Regions from separate parts of the Zea mays genome. Here region 1 is linked to region 2. The links are chromatin contacts, called in public Hi-C maps. All regions are on one chromosome and are shown on one strand. The core of a region is the stretch at or near the end of the contact, and the rest is flanking DNA. Distances in the headings are between cores, read along the strand shown.

What was found. A called contact is a pair of places that touch in the nucleus more often than the background predicts.
Region 1: a Hi-C map of ear shows a contact between it and region 2, with 2.5 times the contacts expected there. The contact joins the promoter of LOC100382663 here to the promoter of LOC109941936 in region 2. A contact is called at or near these places in 2 of 25 Hi-C or Micro-C datasets (ear and leaf).

What each region holds. Positions count from the first base shown.
Region 1 is chr8:165,893,412-165,899,763 of Zm-B73-REFERENCE-NAM-5.0, reverse strand. It overlaps LOC100382663 (methyl esterase 10), which reads right to left and starts at 4,212. Exons shown (of 3, transcript NM_001175387.1): 1 at 3,783-4,212; 2 at 3,339-3,476; 3 at 2,742-3,236. The coding sequence starts at 4,196. The coding sequence ends at 2,928. It overlaps LOC100194395 (mitochondrial thiamine diphosphate carrier 1), which reads left to right. Exons shown (of 8, transcript NM_001139426.1): 7 at 1,196-1,392; 8 at 1,752-2,212. The coding sequence ends at 1,779.
Region 2 is chr8:165,704,615-165,711,244 of Zm-B73-REFERENCE-NAM-5.0, reverse strand. LOC109941936 reads right to left here and starts at 4,348. Exons shown (of 2, transcript XR_004852194.1): 1 at 4,123-4,348; 2 at 1,624-1,865.

The DNA.
Region 1 (6,352 bases), core at 2,963-5,462, 190 kb before region 2:
TCTGAAGAGTTTCATAGTTTTCAAGTATGTAGAACAAAACGAGACGTGGATGAAGCCATCACTCTCAATGCATAATTTTATTCTTTTGTTTCATAGGCATTTAATTCTATGACTCATCTGCGAAAGGGCCTCTAGTGTAATGGTTATGGCTTCCGAGTAGCACCTCTAGGTCCCGGGTTCGATCCCCCTCGGGGACGAATTTCGGGCTTGGTTAAAAAAATCTCCTCGCTATGTCCCGCTCGCTCTCAGGGATCCATATCCTGCGCGCCACCCTCCAGCTGGGACGTTGCAGAGCGGGCAGTTGATCGGCCCGTTAGTGATGGAGGGCCAGGGTTCGGGGGTTTTCTCGGCCGGGACCATGTTTCGGTATCATCTTAATATAATCCCGAGAGAGCGTTCTTTCCCTTCCGGCCGAGTTTTTTTAATTCTATGACTCATCTAAAGGTGGTAAGTGAGTCGAGAGTTTCATCTATATGAAACTCATGTCACACCATCTCTTTCTTCTTTAAAACCTTGCCACATCATCAAAAATGTGTATACGGCAGCCTATTAAATGTGAATTAAACTCTGATGAAACTTCCTCTGATATTGGCCTTATAAACTATGATTTTGTCCTTAAGTCATTTAATCATTTATGTCACACAACAATAACAACAACAAAACCTTTTAGTCCCAAGTAAGTTGGGCTAGGCTAGAATTAAAACCCATTAGTAGCTAAGTCAAGGCTCAGGCACGTGGATATCTGTTTTTTCATACATTCCTATTCAAGGCTAAGTATCTTTAGCTCCACCTCCACTCCCTTTGGTTGCTCCACACGCTACTTGAAATTATTTGTATATAATATCTGCACCTTTTTGAGTTAATGATAGTAGTCTGTTTTGTTCACTGGGCATTGTTTTGTGTCAGTTTTTTTTTGCTGACTTACTGAAGACATTTATTACCATATCATTGTATTTGCTTGTTGCCACTTGCCAGTATGGCAGTACGTGGTATATGGTATAGTGGTATACCACTTCATTGGTGAATCAGTTGACCTTGGTGCCTCTAGGCACAAATGCCCATTTAGTTTGGCAATGAATTGCTTGAGAATGAGTCATGGATCATAATAGATTTCATATCTTTTGTTATACTCTAGCTGTATTTATCTTTAGATTGTTAGCCATGGGATGATCAGGTTTTCTCTGCCATAATGCAGATTGAAGGACTAAAACGACATCCAAGGTATGGTGCTCCAATTGAGAGCAGTACATACAAGGGCATGTACCATGCCTTAAAGGAGATTGTCGTAAAGGAGGGATTTGGAGGCCTTTATAAGGGCCTTTTCCCCTCTTTAGTGAAATCGGCCCCTGCTGGTGCAGTGACATTTGTGGTTTATGAATACATCTCAGACTGGTTAGAATCGATACTTTATCCCCCTTTTTTTTCTTGTTAATGTATGTTTTCTTTCCGCATGCTGTTGTACACTTGTGTCTGGAAGAGGTTGCAGTTCCATTGGATCCTGCAGTCCATACGAGGTTTGGGAACCTGCTAAAATCAACTGGATGATTCATGCTCGTAAGCTCCTCTCATGGGTTTTGGCAAACCATTAGAGGTTACACAAATTGGCAATCTGAGTTGATCGCCGAAGATTTGCATTTCTAGATGTCTATGCACCGAGGCCTACCTTCTCTTCAAACCTGAAGTTATATGTTTTTTTTGTGCATGCTAGTTCACGTTCAAAGCAGTGAATATAACCTGATACTTATTTGCAGGATAGGGTGCAAGGCTGGAGTTGAGTAAGTTCTTGTTGGATCATGGAGCTGTCAGGATAACATGACGAAAACTTTTTGCACACCCTGGATAATGGAGGGGAATGGAGACCATAAGGTCACTCGTGAAGTGCATACAATCCCTAGAGATCTGATTGCATACATGTAAAGCCTTACATAGAAAATAGCTGTTTTATCGTTTCTTATTCTTTTGCCCAATTGCCTAATCTGGTGGTCGGGGTATTCGTTGGCGTCTCAAACAAGGCTGAGTAAAACTAACATAGTGATCGTAACACAGCATACATGACGGAAGTCAAAAGCAGCCGGCAGTTTTGTTGGGATCGTGTTACGAATATTTTTTTTCCGGCTGAATTCATGTTATATATCTACTACTACAGCTAGTACGAGTAACAATGTATGCCACTCAGATGGCGTATGTTTAATGGCAGTCATAATTTTTCCATCATTTGTTGCCGGACCTGGATGGCAGTTAGATTGTATGCTGTAGTCTTTCTGAAATGCTGTGCTAGCAAAAACCTAGCTGATAGTTTGCTGAATCTGGGGGACAGCATGTTCTTATCCAGTAGGTACTTGAGCTATGGGTTATCACGTCTTGGCAGGTTTCATGACTTTTATTATTATTACCAGGTAAATGCACGTGTCGAGCGGCAGGCATTTCTGGTCTTTCGATACACATCGTGCAAGTTAAGGGCTCCTTTTGGATTGAATGATTATTTCCTGAATCCTACGTTTTTTTCTGTCCTTTTAAACTAAATCCTGTAAAATCACTATATTGATCCTGTGAAATTCTAACGCCCTAACTTTTAAAAGCTAGTCTGCTTGAAACTGAGACTGTTTGGATCCATAGATTATAAAAACTGAGATAAACATTTATTATTAATAAAATCAGTATAATGTTTCCATTCTTAGATTTTTCTTTGCTATAGAGAAAAGTAAGAGGCATAATAGTCATCTGATGTATAGAATGAAGCTAGTTCCATTATCCTACCTGATTATGGAATTTAGAAGCCTGTGGGTTTCAAAATGAAGCCCTACCATATCAAAAAGTCAGATTGTACATCTTAATAATTTCATGGTGATGGTGTGGATGCAATAAGATTTGAACATCTTCCCGATCACCACCGATTCAGAAACCATACGTCGCTGATCCTACTACGATCAGGCAGGGTCCTCCAAATCGGAACTGTACTTGTTGGCTACCTCAACAAGCATGTCCGAGAGGTCCGCTGGCTTGGAGAGCATGGGCATATGGTCGGCTCCCCGCAGGCCCCTCACCTCGGCGCCGGGGCTCCACGAGGCCATGCGCCGCTGGAACTCCGCCGACCACGACGCGTCGTCCTCGGCAACGACGCACACCCGCCTAACGGCGCCGTACCTGCCCGCCGTCAGCCCGTCATCCCTCCTCAGCGTCGCGTCGTCCTCGAACCATCGAGACGGCCTCACCATCGCCATTGCCAAGGTCAGGTCCTGCACGCATCGCACCTGCACCCGTCAGGTATTGTAGGAACCAGCTGCCGTGTCGCTGTCGCCATTGTTTGCCAGTCACCTATGAGTGAGTATATAACCGACCTCAGGAGGGCTGAGCTGGTACAGTCTCTTGGCCAAGTACTCTGGCCCTAGCAGAAGTGTCTCCACCGGATGCTCAGGTTCGCTGCCGGTGCTGTATATGCAGTCCATGTAAAAATCTGGCCCTATTTCTCGCGAAAACTGGCACAGTAATGGTTAAGCAGCTCGATCAAGCAACGTCCTTAGTTTTGTTTTGGTGGTGTGCTCAATTATACCCTTAGTCGTGTTTTTTCTCAACTGTGCCCTTCTAATACTATAGAACAGAAGTGTACAGCTGAGAAAAAACACGACTAAAGGTATAAGTGAGCACACCACCAAAACTAAAGACACTAAATAAAAAAAACTCAACAAAGAAAGGACATGACTATTATATTCTTCATTCAAAAGACGAAAGGGTGAAAAATAAACAAAAGGGCAAGAACAATGGAACACGGATCGGAGGCGTACCTCTTGCAAGACGAGCGCCATGGGCTTGCCGGCGGCGGGCATGGCGGCCGAGACGAACACCGCGACGGCGACTCGTTCAGGGTACCTCTCCATGGCCAGCGCGAGGCTCTGGCCGCCGAAGCTATGGCCGACGAGGACCGCTCGCTCCCCGGGCGGAAGCGCTCCCACCGCGTCCAGGAGCGGGCGGCTGTAGTCCTCGAAGGACGCCACGTCCTCGCCGCGCACGGGGCTGGCGCCGCACCCCGCCATGTCGAGCGCCGTGACGCGGTGGCCCGCGGAGGCCAGGAGCGTGGCCACCTTGTACCAGCACCACGCGCCGTGGCAGGCGCCGTGCACCAGCACGAAGTGGTGCTGGTGCTGCGGCGGCGGCCCCTTGCCGCTCTCCTCCTCCGTTGTCGTCGTCCCTGAGCTCATGGCGAGGGTGTCAACGCAGCTCGGCGAGAAGAATACAAGCAAGAGCTGGTGGACTGGTGTCTGGTGGTGCCTTTTTTTGCTTAATTATTATATACACACACACGCAACGCAGGAATCTCATGCCATACACATGCAGCCAAAAACAAATCCATATACGCTGCAGGTTCATTCCTTTCACTCGTCGTTGGGCTACCGTCTACCGAACATATAAAGATGAGCGAAGTTTGTTTAGATGTTAAAAGCTCAACGAGAACACAATTCAAGTCTGTGCAGACCGTCAGGACAAATTATGGCTTCGGTGGGTTTGAAAGCCCGAAATATTATAGGGGAATGTTTGTATCCATGTACGAAACTTTAATGAAATACTAACGCAAATAGAGAGCTAAGATAGTGTTTTTTTGCAAGTTCTAAAGCTTAAGACCATGTTTCAATTTAAAAAGATAAACTTTAGCAGCTTTTTTAGCTACTTTTAGCCATTTGATGATTTAAACAGGAGAGCTAATGGTGATATGATAAAATTTATCACATATTATCTCATAAACTGCTTAAGGGGTGCTAAAAGAAGCTAAACATGGGCTAGGGAATCTTATTTTCCAACCATACCATCTAACCGTATTCTCTCTCCGCATTAGAGGCATGTGTCTTTTTATTCCAATATGCTAAATTTTATTAGAGTAGTCCAAACATCCAATGAGCAAACATCCAATGAGCTAAACTTTAGCTCTTCAATTTATACTAGTATGGTGCCCGTGCGTTGCTACGGTTTTTCTTTATTCATATCCGAAGGAGCATTGCTACGATTTTTCTTTGTTCATATACAAAGGAACATTGCTCAATCTAAATCCGAATTAATGTAGAAAAATCTAGTTCCTAGACCAAATAAGTAGCACAAACATCAACTTTCAAATCCGATCGAACATATTGGTGATGTGCTCGTACGTTGTCATAGAATGTTGTCACAGAAGTTAAAAATTAATATAAAATATAGATACGGAACAACAAACATCATTATGATATGCAAAATCCGTGTGACAAAATCACTGTAAATATCATACAAGGGTAGTATGTAATATTATTATAAATATACTAGTATGGTGCCCGTGCGTTGCTACGGTTTTTCTTTGTTCATATCCGAAGGAGCATTGCTACGATTTTTCTTTGTTCATATACAAAGGAACATTGCTCAATCTAAATCCGAATTAATGTAGAAAAATCTAGTTCCTAGACCAAATAAGTAGCACAAACATCAACTTTCAAATCCGAACGAACATATTGGTGATGTGCTCGTACGTTGTCATAGAATGTTGTCACAGAAGTTAAAAATTAATATAAAATATAGATACGGAACAACAAACATCATTATGATATGCAAAATCCGTGTGACAAAATCACTGTAAATATCATACAAGGGTAGTATGTAATATTATTATAAATATATAATATTGTTATAAATATGTAATATTGTTATAAATATGTCGACTTAAATAGAATGATATGATGTGGAACAAATATTATAATATCATACAAACTATTTAAAAAATTAATATAGAATTTTAAATGATAGGAAAATATATCAACAATTGTATATTAATCTAATCTTTTTAGCGATATCGATAGAAATTACGAAGTGTTGGAGGCTACCATTGTTTTTTGTCCATGAGTCGAGGGTGCTGGGAACTCAATCATGGCCAATATGCTCCCCCAAGGAGAGCACCACTGCTTCTTGGTCAACGCCGGCGATGGTCACCTCTTTTGGGTCATAGACATGCAGGGAGAAAGCCTTCAAGGTAGGAACCACTATGTTCTCCATCAATCCCGATGGATATGGGAGTTTGGACCATGTCATCCCTGATGATACTTGCCTCCACACTGCATTGTAGCCGAGTAGCCTAGAAGAGTATGAAGTCGCCTACATTCACAAATACATCACCAATATATGTTTTTCAGATACATGTAGGGCTCAATGTTTTATCAACTCGTACAAAGCAACACTCAACTCTCCCGGGCTTGTCAAAAATATGATATCACCATGGCTTCCTCTCCTGTGTTTATGTCCATCGTCTGTCACGACCTCTAAACCAATTGTATCAAATGTTATCCCAAAAATTCTCGAGAAGTCACCATGATGGAACATATTAAAATGGTTGTAATGGCAA
Region 2 (6,630 bases), core at 3,099-5,598:
CGACTGGGGACCGCATGGCTGGCTAGTGTAGTGTAGTGTAGGGCTCTCCTTTGACTGACCATGAGTCCATGATAGGCTGGAAAGCCGAGAGCAGTATGATGCGCTTGTCACCTAGCGTGCTCTCTCTCTCTCTCTCTCTCTCTCTCTCTCTCTCTCTCTCTCGTTAGGAGAAGATGAAGAACAGGAGGAGGCCATGGCTGCCATGGACGTCCGAAAAGGAAGCCGAACCACTCGCTTTTCGGGCGCCCAAAAGCACGGGGAAGTGACTGAAAGCCTGTCCCTGCTTTTCCTAATAGAAAACTCTCAATCAACCAAGACTGAAGAGTTACCCGGTGAGAAAGAATGAATCACGATCCAAATGTTTTTTAGCCCTTACTAGATGATTACAATTCAAAAATGAATAGAAATAGAGTATAATCATAATTCGATCCGATCCTTCAATTTTAGACATTACTGTGAGAGCGACTGGTGGGGAGTCTGGAACGGATCCTGGGTGCAGATGTGAGGCTTGAGCAGAGGAGTGGCATCAGATTGTTGCTGAAGGAAAAGAAAAATACTACAGCACCTGCAGCTGAGCGTCATGTGCTCATAAGCTACGCGGCCAGCCATCGATGCAATGCTCAAAGTACAGTTCCGCCACGCTGCCAAGCTGCAACATGGAGGACAGGAGTATTAGCAGTGGCTGCTCCCGAATTAGCACCTGTCATATATAGACTAACTAACTAAACTACTGCAAATTGGGCAGCTCGCTCCCGGCGGGAGAAAAAAAAAACAAGTGCGTTTGGCTCATCATGCAGATACAGAACTGTCATGCTACTAACACTCAGAGAACATAGAAGCATGCTGCTGCATTATCATCATGTCACATGCTAACTACAGCCGCCCCAACTGGGGTTCTTTTCTTGCTGGAGTCCTTAAGAATATATGTGATTTCTTCGTACGCTGACGAACTATGGAGTCCTCCAGGTTCCTGTGCGGTCAGCGTCACTAAGCGTAGCAGGCTAACAAGTCCCGAACTGCGCCGGTAGGTTACAGTACAGTCTGTTTTCCTCCAGCGGATTCAGAGCTCCATTGGTTTCTGCTTCAGATTAAGGAACGTGCTTTCTTCCCGTAAAAGAAGATATGATGGAACGTGCAGTTGGTTTCGATGCTGTTAGTTGGTGCAAGAATCTGAATGATTCCGGAAAACAATGTGCAGTACAACTCCTTGCAGGCTAGCAGGCGCAAGTTGTTCAAATTCTAGTCCCAGGAGAGCTGTGACAGCAGCAAGACGGGGTCCAGTCAGATACTCTTCCTCCGAGATCCAAATCTGGATCGAATAGATTATCAGATTTGCTCTCTCTCTCGCGCGCGCACACACAAAAACGCCAGGTAGAAAACTGGAGGACATCTGGACATCTTTTCAAATTCCAAACCTATCTCTGGTAGCTTAAGGTTATTTCGTTCTGCAGAAAGCATTTTTTTTTCATATGAACTTCTGGATGCTGTTATAAAACAAAAAACAATGTGGTCAAATCTATCTGTTCCCAAAAAAAAAAAACTGTTCAGTCTTAATTGTCTCTGGCAGCAGCGTATACTATGTTAGTATTATCATATCATTGTATGCTTGCATGAATACAAATCTGCACTGAACCTAGACTGCCTTTGGACATGATCTAGGATGAGAAGTTCAGCTGTTTTGCTGGTGACAGTGTATATATATATCATCAAGAGAAACATCTTCTGAGTGCTAGAATTACTCCACAAGAGCCAGGGAACCAAATTAAAGAAATAAGCGGCACATGCTTGCATGGTGCCCTTCTATAGACGAGAATCCAATGACTGCCACAATACCGAGTGTTCATCAGAAGAGGCCAACTTCCAACCTGGAGAAATCAGAATTATGAGGTATACTCGCTCTTATCATAAAAAAAAAAAAACTCGACCGTGGAAGAAAAAACCGTTCTCCCGATATTGATATTATATTAAGAAGAGACAGAAATATGGCTCCCCATCACTAGCGTGCCGTCATCGTTCACTCTACAACGGTCCAGCTAGAGGGTGGTGCGCAGGACGTAACCTTGAGAGCGGGTGGAGCACAGCAAAGATTTTTTTAACCAAACCCGAGATTCGCTTCCAAGGGGGATCGAACCGGGACCTAAAGGCGCTAAACGAGAGCCTTAACCATTAGCCCTTTCACCTCACTCTTATCATATCCATGTACAGATATATAGTAGGTGTTTACCTAAAGGCGTCGTTTTAGTCTGCCACAGGTGATGCTGAAATTGCTCAACAAGCTAGCGATCCAAAACCAGTAACAGTCTAACAGAAAGCCTACCGAAGCAACTCTAATGTCAGCTGTACTTTCTGGGTCTGGGAAGTGTTAAATTATGTGTTAGCTTCGACCTCTATATTCTCGGTTAATGGGAATCAAGAATGTACAGCAGTATGCTGAAAGCTGAAGTCACTTTCTTGTTTTTTAGTGAACCTGAAGACTGTCCGAAGTTCAGCGCATCAGCTTGAGCTTCATTTTCATTGTTGAATCTTGTGATTCTTGCAGAATCAGTAGAAGCTGCTAGCTGACAGACAAAACATCATGGAAAACAGACTGTCGTCAGTGTACCACTTTCACAGTGAGATAATTTGATTTCCCCCCACCAATTGACAGTGGAAAGGCTAGAAGCTAGCCGACAAGTGCATAGGTAATCATAGGCTAGAACACGACTCTGAGTGAACATCTTCTAGGAAATCTATCCGAAAGGACTTCAGGATTTATTAAACTACAATTCCATGTCGCGAAAAGCCTAGGTTTTACTGGAGACGTATGATTTGTACTTCGACTGCTTTCCTCTTAATGAGAAACGTACAAAAAAAAGAGAGCTACAGGTTCCTTTATGGCAGCAGTGATGAATGTATTGCACAGGTTGGGTGAGAACCAAGCAGCATTTGATGCGGCGGCTCCCTTGGAACAGGAGTAGTAGGGGAGAAAAGACAGAGATGGGTGGTAGCGAACGGAGAGCTGTAGAGCCGGCCGGCATGATTGCCAGCAAAGGTGTGCAGCCTGGACGTACTGGAGATCACAAGCCAGTGAAGCCACAGCCGGCCTGCATGGACGCTGTTCTTCTGTGACTGCCAGCCCGCTCAACACATGGTTTGCAGTGCACTAGGGTTGATGGTCCTGTGTGTTTCTGATGCCTGCTGCATCTCCATGCCTCTCAACAAGTTTGGTCTCATGTTTTGCATGAGATCTGCACTGAACGGGGGAGCGGGGAGAATGAAAGGCCGCAAGATTGAAACGACAAGACACCAAAAACTCCCTTCTGCCTCCTCCTGCTGTCCTGTGCCCGCTGCATCTGAAGTTTTCTGCGTCACCGGCCAGAATCCCATTGCCATTGACGTGCAGACAGGCACATACATACTGTGTGCATTGCCCCCTTGGGAGCTGCAGCCTGTAAGATTGATCCAGCAGTGGTGAGTGGTGACCAGAGAATAGGCTGCGACACTGGTATCTGCTGTCTGATCATGGACGCAGAGCAGCATAGGCCCGGGTGCCAGCCAATGGGGCCTGCAGCCTGCTAGATGTGTGTGGGTGCCGACGTGCAGTTGGGCATGAGATATTTAGGATTGTACGCTGGTCAAAGCGATGGCCTGACGCAGCAGCGTATGAATATTGATCATTTGGTTTGGGTACTACTATACAGTAGCTGCATCCGACGGGTCAGGTCACATGGATGCATTGTACCAGTAGCACGACCTCTCTCTCTCTAAAAAAAGAGAGAATGTAATTAGCATAAATCGGTCTTCTACCTTAGCAGGGACTTAGGCTATCTTTTATCAGATACTTTATCTCATTCCCTATTTCAAGCTATACTCCGCAACCAGTGTTATTAAAGTTTTGCGTATCTTATTTTACACTAGGACCTAGAGAGAGTCTTAGGACCAACAACTATGTAGTAATGTAGCTCCTCTAGCTAGCTCAGGTAGCCTCACTCTTTTAGGCTTTACTGTATTTTCAGTTCATCAGATTGAGACATACCAGCAGCTGTCTTAGGCATTGTCGAAAAAACATAAACATTGAATTTACACTAGCAAACAAAACATTGAAAAACAAAACCTTGGGAAAATCAGGAGGGGGGCAGAGACCGATGTTTGGCGCTGCGACGGGGCGGTTGCGGCAGCCGGGTCCTGCACTCCTGCGGGCTGCGGGAGAGTGGAGAGCGCGTGGAGACACCGGGCGCCATACAGATGAGACGGCGCGGCCGCGTCGGCGCGCAAAGTCTCCCCCGCCGCGCCGGAGGGCGGAGGCGAGGACTGCAGAGAGAACATACGGCTTGGCCCAGTAAGGAATACAACCCATACTATGTGGTGGGCCGGCAAATGTGACGCAGTAAGGACTGTTGACTGTTCACTGTTCAGCTTTTGAACGACAAAGCTAAGTCAAAAAATGGGTAGATGGGTTGATTGGGTTCCATTGATGGGTTTTTTATTGTTCTGGGATACCAATTCGTGTCGATGGATTTGGTTAGCAAAAGATAAGTCTTATTTTTATCTTGTTAGGCAAGGGGAGAAAAATAGAACTATACGTGTAGGATGGTGAAACTTGTGCGATATGATAATAAAGATGCTTAGACAATGGGTTAGATTAGGAAAATATAAGAACTTTGTTTAATAAAATGAGCAATAATAGAAATCAGGAAAATTGATAATTTATAGGAGCAGAGATAAGAGTAAGTTTTTTTATGATTGACGTGGGGGTAAAGTTTTTCTAGCTGTTGGGGCCTTATAGCAACTCCAATAATTATATAAATTTTATTTTTCTAAATCACAGATTTAAGAAGTTGCTAAATAATTTAAGAGTAAAAAATATGAGTTCTCCAATAGTTCTCTAATTATAGGTTGTAGTTATGTTTTATATCTATCCACATCAAAAAAATAAAAAATGTCATCAGTTACCTTTATTATGTACATAATGCAGTCAACATTTTTTATTTAGGAAATTGCTAAATGGTTGCCAAATACAAAGAGGAAATAAGGTTTGATAAGAAGTTGCTAAATCTAGAAAGTTTATTTAGAGAAATGTTAGAGAGAAGTTTAACTATCTAAATTATTGATTTAGAAAGTTTTTTTGTAGGCAATGATATTCACTAAACTTTCTGTAGAAAATCATCTGGCCTGTTCGACGATTATTGCAAAAAATATGGACATCAATATTTGCTTTGCTTCATCGTATCATTTCCAAAGCAACGAGCAGGCTGTGGACGAACGCAGAAATTCTCTGGGCCCTTAAGATCGAGACAAATAATTACCTCAACAAATACGACGTTAAGTGGACCGTGTAAGTAAAATAGACCTTATGAGCCGTTATGTTTAGATTTCAGTGTTTCATGAACAACATTGATCATTTGAACTAATATATTTTTACTAGTATACATGGTATAATTCAAATGGATGAAAGGTGAACTTATACTTAGGCAAAATCATTTGTTGAATGATCAACACCTAAAATAAAATAATATAAACCAAGGTTTAAAATAGTGGGCTATGCAAAATAGCGGCATCATTTTTTAGGCTACGTCGTAGCTATAGCAAATAGCAAATTTATAAAAAAACATAAAAAAATATTTATAATTTATGAAAAAAAGCAATAAGTCAAGATATATGACTAAGAGCAATATGTTTCCAAGGGTATTTAAGACTAGGGACATTAACACATGATTCATGGGACTGAAGACTTCAATAACACAGTTAGCCATTGTTTAGTTAGTTGCACAACATGATAATTAATAGGTTTGCTTAGTTCTCAAATACTAGGACAGTTCACCAGCTTACCAACATGGTAGCAACACAATACCATGATTTAGTATATAACAAAAAACTTATTAGTGCAAGCGAATGCATATTAGTGCTGTCGGGGACCATAATTAGGGGTACCCTCAAGACTCCTAATTCTCAGCTGGTAACCTCCATCAGCACAAAGCTGCAAAGGCCTGATGGGTGCGACTAAGTCAGGAATCGGTCCATTCGAGGGACTCGACCACACCTCGCCCGAGCCCAGCCTCGGGCAAGGGCAGCCGACCCCGGAGGATCTACGCCTCGCCCGAGGCCCCCTTCAGCGACGAACATACTTTCGGCTCGCCCGAGGCTCAATCTTCGCCAAGAAGCAACCCTGGCCAAATCGCCACACCAACCGACTAAATCGCAGGGGCATTTAATGCAAAGGTGGCCTGACACCTTTATCCTGACGCACGTCCTCCAGTCGACAGAGCCAAAGTGACCGCAGTCACTTCACCGCTCCACTGACCGACCTGACAGAAGGACAGCGCCGCCTGCGCCGCTCCGACTGCTGTGCCACTCGACAGAGTGAGGCTGACAGGCAGCCAGGCCCGGCCTCAGGCACCGTAGGAAACTCCGCTTCGCCCGACCCAGGGCTCGGACTCGGGCTCAGCCCCGGAAGACGGCGAACTCCGCTCCGCCCGACCCAGGGCTCGGACTCGGGCTCAGCCCCGGAAGACGGCGAACTCCGCTCCGCCCGACCCAGGGCTCGGACTCGGGCTCAGCCCCGGAAGACGGCGAACTCCGCTCCACCCGACCTAGGGCTCGGACTCGGGCTCAGCCCCGGAAGACGACGAACTCCGTTTCGCCCGACCCCAG